Regions from separate parts of the Mus musculus genome. Here region 2 is linked to region 1. Evidence: chromatin contacts called from public promoter capture Hi-C data. All regions are on one chromosome and are shown on one strand. Each heading gives the region's core, a stretch centred on a gene start, on an enhancer-like site or on the middle of the called end of the contact. The rest is flanking DNA. Distances are from core to core; before and after follow the strand shown.

What was found. Promoter capture Hi-C pulls out the DNA fragments that hold promoters and counts their contacts.
Region 2: a contact with region 1 is called in a promoter capture Hi-C map of liver, with 2.3 times the contacts expected there. The contact joins the enhancer-like site here to the promoter of Rnf141 in region 1. A contact is called at or near these places in 9 of 39 promoter capture datasets (the C10 cell line, the HPC-7 cell line, embryonic stem cells and 4 more), 1 of 15 datasets of contacts at CTCF or cohesin (CD8 T cells), 13 of 484 Hi-C or Micro-C datasets (bone marrow-derived macrophages, embryonic stem cells, liver and 4 more), 15 of 115 datasets of contacts at active chromatin or transcription factors (CD8 T cells, the HPC-7 cell line, the SCID.adh cell line and 10 more) and 3 of 9 other capture datasets (adipose tissue, liver and pancreatic islet).

Annotation. Positions count from the first base shown.
Region 1 is chr7:110,841,319-110,846,781 of GRCm38.p6, forward strand. It overlaps Rnf141 (ring finger protein 141), which reads right to left and starts at 3,063. Exons shown (of 6, transcript NM_025999.3): 1 at 3,021-3,063.
Region 2 is chr7:110,889,361-110,894,823 of GRCm38.p6, forward strand. The region is part of intron 15 of Mrvi1 (MRV integration site 1); the gene reads right to left. Among named protein-coding and RNA genes, the nearest start is that of Gm16336, 13 kb to the right of the region's middle. Within about 2 kb of position 2,486, at least 56 of the 459 cell types and tissues checked have an H3K27ac peak or open chromatin away from gene starts, as enhancers often do. A contact at or near this core is called in adipose tissue, bone marrow-derived macrophages, liver and 3 more, where this site is marked.

The sequences.
Region 1 (5,463 bases), core at 1,813-4,312:
TTCTCTTGGCTTTGAGACCTAGCTCTGATTGTAAGATGTCTTCCTTTCTGGTAAAAGGCAGGTACTTTTGCATGACTGCTGCTGCTTCAAAAAGTATTTGTACCTTAAAAGACTTCTCATTCCCAAGTATCTTATTTTAATACCCTACACTACTCATCAAAACCCATCTGAAAAGAAGCCTCTGTTGTTTCTCAAATTAGAAAATGTTGCCTTGTGTCCCTGGTACCCTACCTTGATGGCAAGGTTTATAGTGTGAGGCAGTATATTGTTTTCCTGTAATTGCGCTTAATATCCAGAAAGCTGATTCAGTGACTCACGCCTACCTGAGGGCATGAAACAAAGGTGTCCACACTGGCTAGGAGGGAAGATGCTGCATTTAAGCAACATTAACCATTTCATCACTAGTGTAAAAATATGATTACTTATGGAGCCACTGAGATGAGTATCCACAAAAGCAATCTGCCGAAACCGCTCTTCAGTCACCAGCCTTTTCAGTGTTGTTCATCCATATATGAACAGCACGTATCGTTCAATGAAGTCGCTTTACTCAGTTCCCCCTTGAGTCTTCAGGACACACACCTGTGCTCTTGGGTAGTAGATAAGTATATAGTATTTCTCTAGTCAATATAGAAATACTTTTTTATCATTCATCTAGTATTCTTTTATTAGCTCAATCATTCACACTAACATGACATGGCAGTTAAAATGATATTTATGGATAAAATTGTGAAGTTATCATACACACATGCGTGCGCGCGCGCGCACACACACACACACACACACACACACACACACACACACATCTATCACAGAACAGTAGTATTGCTTACAGATATAATATGTAAACCTGCAAACCACTGGCAATAAGTTTCAGTAAAATACAAGTCTGTGGTCAAGATTCCTCAAAGAGCTGTGACCTCTTCTAGTTAAGACAGAGATGTGCTTCCCAAGAGCAGCCTGAGGGTCTCTGAGAAAGAGCTGTTATTCTGAAACTCACAGGGATATCAAGGATTCCAAGGATGTGCCACATTCTTCAGTGGGTGGCACACACAGTCAATTGCTTCTTTTTCTAACAAATGAGTTGTTGAAGTTCAAGTATTCCTTATAAGAAACACAACTGCATCACTAATAATACTCACCCAAGGAACTCCCTGAAAATGTGAAACATAAGTCATTCAGAAATGACACAGAGGAAAACTGAGCCCATCAAAGTGCAAGACAACTGGGTGAGGGCTGGAGAGTTCAGCTGGGAAAGGACCTCCAGGAAGCACCCGGGCCTCAGTTCTACCCCTGAACTCATGTGAAAGGACAGCGCAGTGGCACACTTGTGATCTTAGTGCCAGGCCGGGTGTGTGTGTGTGCAGGGACAGGAAGATCCCTGGGACTTGCTGGCCACTAGGTGTGTAGTCTATCCAGACCTAAGGCTGACTTCTGGTGTCACATCAGATGACTAGTCAACAATGACTTCGGTATCAAAGGCACCTTTGAAATTTGTTAAATTTTGTACCATCTTCCATCTTAGTAATACATACTAAGTTCTACAATTGGGGCTCGAATGACACTACTTAACTTATTATTCACTATTTATACAAACTCTAAGTTTATACAGATATCCAATGATTAGGCTGGTCAGAGTCGGTATAGAATCTAGAATGCCTGTTCTGGGGTCAAAGGTATTAAGGAGGAGAAATAAAACTAAAGAAATCTCAATAAAATAAAATAAAACCTGAAAACCTATAAACAAACAGAGTACTGAGTAAGTGCTGGAGTTCTAATAGCACCAGTTGTTAATTTTCCTTATAGATTATCCATTCATCCTTTCATGGATTCTTGGAAAATTGGCAAGTATTATAGACAGCCTGACAAAGCACACACCAAGTAGTAAGTACACTCTGACTTAGAAAGAAAAATATTCTCTTTGCACCTTCTCTACCTTTTTAGAAAGAGAAATCAACTTCCTCTAGTTAAAAGAATTTAGATATATTCAGAGAATATCTATCCTATATGTCCCTTATATATATGGTTCCCTTACGCCAAATGACAAAGATAACATAGTCTTGAAAAACACAATCATGTTAAGACAGAAACCGAAACCAGCCAGCACAAAAGGGGTAAAACAAAATCCACGCAAGTCCTGAGGGCTCTGAATTCAGAAGGCATTACTTTTCAAGGACAACTATCAGGACCATTGGTCGGGTGACAGTTCAAGCCCAAGTAAAAGTCTAAAGGGTGAATTTCATTCTATAGCAAGCACGGTAAGGGGGTGTGGAAAAGATGGTCTTAGTTTGAGAAGCACGGATTAAAAGCAACTGGGAGTGTTACTGGAGCTACATGTACTCCAGAAGAAGGACAAGAAATGCTGGGCATCAGGAAATGGGGCTGGGTCGGAATATGAAGAATATGAAGGTAGGCTGGAGACAAATTGCAACAACAGTAACCCCACAGTTTTGTAATGAAACTGCACACAGAAGGCAACTTACCCTACAATTATGATTAGCAAGGAAACTTTTTTTTTAATGTCGGTCCTCAAAAGGTAGCAATTAGCTTGACAAGCAAGGGCCCGGGTGCACTGCCGGGGCGGGTTTAGTAGGAGGGCTGGCCGACACCACGGGCCCAGGCTCTCCCTCAGAAGCCTTGCCCTGTGGCCACCCTGCCGCCCTGGCCCCAGCACCCGCCCCTCAGCCCCTCCTTGGCGCACCTGCTCTGCTAACCAACAGCTAAACTGCTCAGTGCGCCAGCGCCAAGATTCAAAACCGCTCGAGCTGATCTCTGAAAGCTCTCCTCAGCACCACCGCGAAGGCGGACCCAGAGTCTCCACCGCCACCGAGAAGGCGGACCCAGAGTCTCCACCCGCCCAGGAATCGGTGCCCAAAGCCCGCAGCCGAGGCCCTGACAAGGGGCCCTAGCTCCTCTGAAGCCCGGTTTCACACCCTGGTGCTGCCCGGGCCTCCACTCCCTACTCCAGGACCGTGGAGTGGCTGGGAAGGGACACAGCGAAGGGGCGGCGCTGCAAGGCTCACCCAGTTCAAGGCATCGCTCTCCTCGCACCAGGGACACCGCCTCGGCTGCTGCTTAGCTAAACCCGCTAGGCGGCAGCGGCGCGGCCCGCAAACCAGTCGCACCTCAGTGACGTAAGGCCACGCCCTCGCGCGTTGCCTGGAGACGGAGCTCCACCCCCCCCTGTTGGCTTTGGAGGTTTTTGTAGCTCAAGGCTGCTGACACACACCTGTAGGCAAAATAGTCACATACATAGAAATCAATAAAATTAAATACTTTTGTAAAAAAGGACAAAAAAATGAAGAGGCAAGTCACAGGCTTTGGAAAAGCAAAATATATTTAACAAAGGACTTCTAATTAGAATACACAATTCTTACCCCTCCCCCCCCCAAAAAAAAAAAAAACAACAACAACAACAAAAAAACCCACAATTTTTTTAAATGGCCAAAGACTAGACTAGCCTTTTAGATTTATGGATAGCAAATAAGCACATGAAATGATGTCTGAGACCATTATGCAAATTAGAAGGGAAGTGAATTATCAATACAATACCACAGTGGCTAAAATGAAAAGAACTGTATTAAATATTGACAAAGATGCTGAACAAATCTGTTCAGATTGTCTGTTGGGGATGTAAAATGATACAATCATTGTGGAACGAGATTGTGGCCATTTCTTTAAAACCTAAGCACAAACATTCCAACCACATAGTCCAGTCATCCTGCTTCTAGAATAGATCCACATGAAGACTAGTACACCAACATCAGATACCTGATGTGGTGGTTTGAATGAAAATGGTCCCCATAGGCCCACAGGGAATGGCACTATTAGGAAGTGTGGCCTTGCTGCAATAGATAAGGCTTTGTTGGAGAAAATATGTCACTAGGGGTGGGCTTTGAGTTTTCAGATGCGTAGGTCAGACCCAGTGTCACTCTCTCTTCCTGCTGCCTGCTGATCCAGATGTAGAACTCTCAGCTACCTCTCCAGCATGTCTGCCTGTGTGCTGCCATGCTTCCCACCATGACTATTATGGACTAAACCACGGAATTCTAAGTCAGCCCCAATGAATTGTTTTCCTTTATACGAGTTTCTCTGATCATGGTGTCTCTTCACAGCAGTAGAAACCCTATGACAACATATCAACAGGTGAATGGAAAACAACTGAAATAAAGTCACACAATGGAATATTACTCAGCAATAATAAAGAATACATGATTGACACACTTAACAATGTGGATGAGCCTGAAATACTTAGGCTGAAAGAAGATAGACCTTCCAAAAAAATTTTCTAGAATAGCCCCCGCCCCCAGGAATCTTTAGTGGCAAAATCAGATCAGTGGTTGCTTAGCGGGTGGTGTCAGGTAGGAAACACTACAGTGTTAGAATGGGAACTAGAGGTGGCTGACTCAACGGTAAAACACTTGCCTAGCATGTTTAAGCCTTGGCTCAGACTCAAACACAAGTCCTCCAAACCTTCAAAGGGTAAGAAGAAACATTTTAGGGTATTGGCTATGTTCACTGTCTTAGAGCATGACACCACAGACATGAATGTAATATGAAAACTTCTCAAATTGTACACCTTACTCATATATAGTTTAGTATATGCCAACTACATTCCCAAAAAGTTATGGGGTAAAGATGTAGCTGCTTCATGTTTTAAAGGTTCATATCTTTGTCTAACCTGAGCCCAGTCAGAAAAAAAATAGTCTCCATAAAGCACAGTTTTATAAAGTGGGACCTGTATTCCTTTTTATAGTGAGCACCACAAAGACTGAAATAAAGGAGAGATTGCAAGACCAAGGTGATATAACGTGGTAGTTATATTAAAATAATTAATGACCAGTCTAGGCAGCCGCTGCTTAGCATAACAAGTTCCTTTTTATGTTTGCATAAACATAATGAAGAACCCAGATGGTAAACAAAATAAGATCACTATTTTATTAAATAGTGTTACCTAAACATATGTCTTAGTCACTTTCTGTTGCTGTGAAGAGACACCATGACCATGGCAGCTCTTATGAAAGAAAGGATTTAACTAGGGGGTGGCTTACAGGGTCAGAGGCTTAGTCCATCATCGTCATGGCAGGGAGCATGAGGGCGTGTATGATGCAGAGGAAGTAGCTACATCCTGACCCACAGGCTGAGGAGAAACCCTGGGCCTGGAGTGGGCTTTTGAAACCTCAAAGCTTCAAACTTCAAACCAGTGGCACATTCTCTCTAACAAGACCACACTTCCTAATCCTTCTAATCCATTCAAATAGTGCCACTCCCTGATGACTAAGCATTCAAATATAAGAGCCTATGGGGGCCATTCTTTTTTTTTCTTCCATATGACTCTTCTTTTTTTCTTTGATATTTCCTTTATTTTAATTTCAAATGTTATCCCCTTTCCTGGTTTCCCCTCCAAAACCCCCTCACCCTCCCCCCTAGCTCACCAACAGACCCACTCCCACTTCCTGGCCCTGG
Region 2 (5,463 bases), core at 1,236-3,735, 47 kb after region 1:
CATGCTGCTATATATTTCATTTGTTCTGTTTTTTTAACTTGAAAATCTTGGTCAACCAACAGTTTCACACTGTCTATACTTCTTGTGATCATTAACAGAGTTGTTTTTATTTCTATCATTTCATTTTCTATAATTTACCTTGATTTATTACTTTATTATTTTTTAATTTCTTTCCCACTCTATATATTTGTTGAGATACTATCCATCCTAATCTTTAAAATAGGGCTTTAACTTCTGATATTATTTGGCTTTAAATTTAAAATTAGGGCTGGAAAGATGGCTCTGCTGCTAAAGGCTAGGCTCGCAACCAGAAATAAATTTAAAATTAATCAATTATTTCCTAAATAGTGCTCAAAACAATAACTCTCAAAAACCTTTATTAGAGAGCTAGTCACCATTTTTATGTCACCCTGTGTATTCTCAGTTATGCATTATTCATCCAACCAGCATACTGGATACTTATTTGGCTCCACCCACATGCTTATGAACTTCCTTGGTCACCATCCTATCTTGCATTCTGTCAATCTGAGACCCAACACCCGCCCCCCAACTCTAGTATAGTCTTTAATTGTCCTTTCAGTAGGGACCTATGAAAAGACCCCTTTCTTATCATTATCCCCAGCCCTAAGCCTTGCATGACCACCTGTCTATTTCCTCTCAGGACTTTGAGGGGTCAAACCACTGTCTTCTGGTGCTATTGTTGCTCTTGAGAGTTGAGAATTATCTATATACAAATGTTCTTCTCATTACGTTTAAGATCTTCACTTAGCTTTTCCTTTCTCTTCCCCTTCCCTCCCCTCCCCTCCCCTTTCCTCCCCTTCCCTTCCCTCCCTTTCCTCTCCCTTCCCCTCCCCTCCCCTCCCCTCCCTTCCCTTTCCTTTTGTTTGTGTCTGTGGTGTACACACCTGAACGTGTGCGTGAATATGTGTGCGTGTTCATGCTTAAACAGGCCAGAGGTTAACACTGGGCATGAGACAAGGCTTCTTACTGAAGCTGGATCTTGCTTCTTCAGCTAGACTGGCTGGTCAGAGAGGTCCTGGGATTTGCCTGCCTCCAATTCCTCAGAGCTGGAGTTACAGGCGCAAACCACCACGCTTGAGCTTTGTGTGGGTGCTGGGCATCCAAACTCTGGTCCCCATGCTTGCCCAGCCAGGGTTTGCACCCACCAGGCTGTCTCTTCACTCTGTATTTTATCTTTTTTTTTTTTTTTTGATGTTTATATTTCACGTGGATTGTAGTTTTTTCCTGATAGACTTCACTACACTGCTGAATCCAGTGATTTGTGTGGAAGATGCTAGGTTATTTCTTTGAAGATTTCCTGTGCCGAATTTTCCCCTTATGGATCACACGGCAAATGGATTGTAGGCTCTCTCCCATACCCCGTGTCTCAAACACTATCTACCGTGTTTTAATCACTGTATCCATTCAACTGCATTTTGGGTAACTCTCTCAAATCTTCCAGTCACAATGAACAGGTTAATATTCTGGAAGGGTGGTGCTCATCAGATCAGGAGGAAGAAAACTGGGGTCGTGTGCACACCAGTTCTTATGGGCTTCAGCCAGACGTGACTCGGCTCATCCACAAAGCTCTCCACAATGCCTGATCTATCTTCCAGGGAAGGTTTTCTCAACCTGTGGTCAAGACCCCTTTAGGGATCAACCAACCTTCAGGGGTTGCATATCAGATATCCCACATATCAGATATTTACATTATGATTCATTACAGTAGAAAATTACAGTTGTAAAATAGCAATGAAAATAATTTTATGGCTGGGGGTCACCACAACATGAGAAATCCTATTAAAGGAAGCAGCGTTAGTAAGGTTGAGAACCGCTGCTCCAGGAGGTGGAAAATAAGACAGGGGAGAGGAATTCAGAATACTGAGAAACCTCCTCTACCATGGTTATCACACCTACCGAGTCTCCCTCACCCCTGACCCCTTGTTTTGAGTTGTAGTTCTGTCATAACTGTTATTTGATCCTGTGTTTGCCATCTGCCTTTCCATGTCTCTGCTGATTTTAAAATTCTAATTACTTGACTATCTGGTATTCGTAAACACAATCTTATATTTGGTGGGTCTACTGATTTGTGTCCACGGTGGACTGTTCCATTGTGTATTTGCGCTGTGAACTCGTCTTCATCCAGGCCCTATGGAGGATTCTGTGTGTGCTGGTGCAGGGTGTGCCTCTCTGTAGCGGCTGACTGTGCTCCTGGAGATCTCCTCCCGATGTTCTTTCCAATTCCCCAGAGATTGCACCACTGTGGCTGTCATTCATGTACTTTCTCTATGAGGAAGGAGAGAGCATTTGTTCCTCCCAGGGTACAGGGGGAAAGAGGCAAGCTTCCACATTTGCTTTGCTGCTGGCTGGTGAGGGAGGCTTTTTATTCCCTGCAGAGATTCTACCTCAAGGCACAGTCCCTAGAAGGTCCTAGCCTTGCACACGGAGTTCATTGTCCACTCGGCGGGCACCAGGGCTCAAAGGTTGCTCTCAGCTAGTACTGAAAACGAACAGTTCCAGATAAGCAGGGCGGCTCTGGCTTCAGCAAGCCGCAGGGTCAGCGTGGTTTCAGTTCTCTTCTTGGTTCTGGCTGTTTCTTGTGGGCTCAGCTGTTCTTTTAGGTGCCTTGTTTTATTTTGTCCAGCAGGAAGTTTAAGCATTTTGGATAAAGGATTTTTAAGTTTTCTGGTCACCCCAAAAAGCAGAACCAGAAAAAATTCTCTATATGTGAAGAGTTCAAATACATTTCCAACCTTGTAGCTGGGATAATCAGAGAATTTACAAAATAAAAGGATAAATGTTTAACAAATGCACAGAAGGGCATCAAACTTTGAATCAAACAATTTATGAGATAAAACAATTTATGTCTATAAAATTATAAATATATTTCAGAAGAGAGAACAAGTTTGGCCATCAGTGTACTACAAATCTCAACCATTAGCATAACCCACTAAATGACCATGTCAATGAACTACTTGAAAATAGTTTATTTATAAATATTTACTTTCCTAATCTAGTAATGTTTTAATTTCATTAGCTTTTTAGTTAGTAAACAAAATAATACATTTTATTATAACCTTTTCACACATTATGTCATTCTACTAGGCTTATGTCTGCCCTCCTCACAGCCCTCCTGTCCCTTGCCCACTGGTCCCCTTTACCTCTACAAAGAGTCTCCCCTCTGTCAGCTAGTATTCATATTTCTAGAAGTTTGTTCAAGGGAAATAATCCAAAATGCAGATGATCAGCATGTTGCATGTTCCAAAAATGTGGTCTTTATGAGCAACTTATCTTTTAATCAGGGATATTTTATTTCACTATAAGTCTCAGTCATAGACAGACAGACTGCCAGAAGTCATGTAAAGGCTTTTTAAAAAATATGCTGTCCGGGACTGGAGAGATAGATTAGTGGTTAAGAAAACTGGCTGATCTTCCAGAGAACCTGGGTTCAATCCCCAGCACCCACATGGCGGCTCACAGCTGTCTGTAATTCCAGATTCGGGGGATTTGACACTGACGCACATGAAAAAAAAAAAAGATGTTGTTTGAGAATGGTCATAGCACAGCACACCTGCTCTATGTCTAGATTCACCAATGCTCGCCTCTCTGCAGCAGCCACAGTGGAGGAAGAGCTTGGAAAAACCAAAGTGGGACTAGATATCCCCAGCCCTTATTCTCTGGAGGATTTGGCTCTTGAAGCCCTTTGCTCTGGCTAGCACTTTCCCAGCCCCCAGACTGGGTCATGGGACTCTACAGAGCCCATCTCACCCAGGAGTCTGCTTATTGTATTTCCGGTGGGTGGGTGTGCTGTATGAACATGCTTGTGTGGCTATGTGTGGTATGTGAGGAGAATGTGCATATAGAAGCCAGAGTGTCTCCCTTTATTGCTCTCCATTGTATTTTCTGAGGCAGGACCCCTCACTGAACCTGGAGTTCACCATTCTCAAGACTAGCTAGCCAGCAAGCTTCGGGACCTACCTATGTCCTTTGTCTATCCTGCCCATGTCTGTGTGCCTACACTCCACATCAGTGACTTCAGGCCATGCCCAGAAAGCCATCCCCATCTACTCTCTCCTAGAGTAAACCAATCCTTTCCTTCTCTAACCTTTTACAGCCTGTGGCAGTGTCTTTCTCCTCCCTGGACACGACAACCCTCAGCCCAGTGCCACAGGCAACAAACTCTCAGGACAGATCTGATTTCATCTGATGGTCCCTGCGGCCTTTCTGCTGAGCTCAGAGTAGAGTAACTGGTGCTTGTCTGCTTCCTTTTCTTGTAGCACTAGGACTGGGGCTATGCCATTCAGGGCATACCAAAAGTGCTCAAAAAGCATCTTAGAATGGATGAATGAGACCCCTGGGTAACCGATGATCCCATAGAGCATAGCGAGAGACAGGCTCTTGTTCTATAGCCCAGGCTGGCCTCAAACTTGCAGTAAGCCTGTTTTTGCCTCCCAGGTGCTAGGATTCCTCTACAAGATTCCTCTATAATGACAATCACTTCATCCGCAAAATTCTGGTACATTAGTTTACAGGAGATATGAGCCTTGTACAGAAATAATTACCCGAACCTACATGCTAGGGTTTTCTTGGAATCCACTTTCCATTTGTATCGAGAGCAGTTTGTTAGGGGTCCAGATGCTTGTGGCTGGGGAACCTGGCTGCCAAGATCCAAAGCAGACAGCCCTGAGCACATGTACATGGCCTTTGGACTCTGGCAAGTCTCACTGATATCCCCAGGAAGCTTGCGGAACCTCCTGTTTATAAAGGGTTTCGGTCTGTTATACTTTCCCTCCTCCTGTTCTTGGTAACACGGATGTTTGCATTCCGCAGGAGTTCCTAATGTGACAAGCTGTTTGCTTCTCCAGCTAGCACTCTCCTGGACCAGACTCACAGCCCTAGCAGCATCTGGGGAGAGATTCTGGTCCAACGTACTATCATTTTCCTCCTGGACTGAGCAAGAACCTCTGAGCTTATCTTTCCTGACTTCAGCTTTGATACTCTGCAAACACACTGTGCTCGATGAAGTCAGAGTAGTACAAACATAAAGTATGGGTGTGTCCTGTGACATGCTTCTGACCGACTCCCTGTTCTACAGGGCAAAGGCATGGTTACTACTATGGCCTGGACGGTGGTCAGCCTTGCGCTGCAACCTGTGCTTCCTCCACATCTTACACATACTGCCTCCTCCTCCTCCTCCTCCTCCTCCTCCTCCTCCCCCTCCTCCTCTTCCTCTTCCTCCTTTTACTTTAAAACCCTGCAGAGATGACCTCCCAGGAGGTATCCATCCTTGATTCCCTGAGCAAACTCAGGTGGCCCTTCTCTGTCTTACACCAATTTGTCTAGAACTTCTAAAACATTAAGAAAAGAATCACTGAAGCGTGTGTCTTGCCACGCATCTGCTGTTTGTCACGGGAATATCTCACTTAGTTTAGGCCTTTTCTGCCCCACTGCCCAGACTCCAAC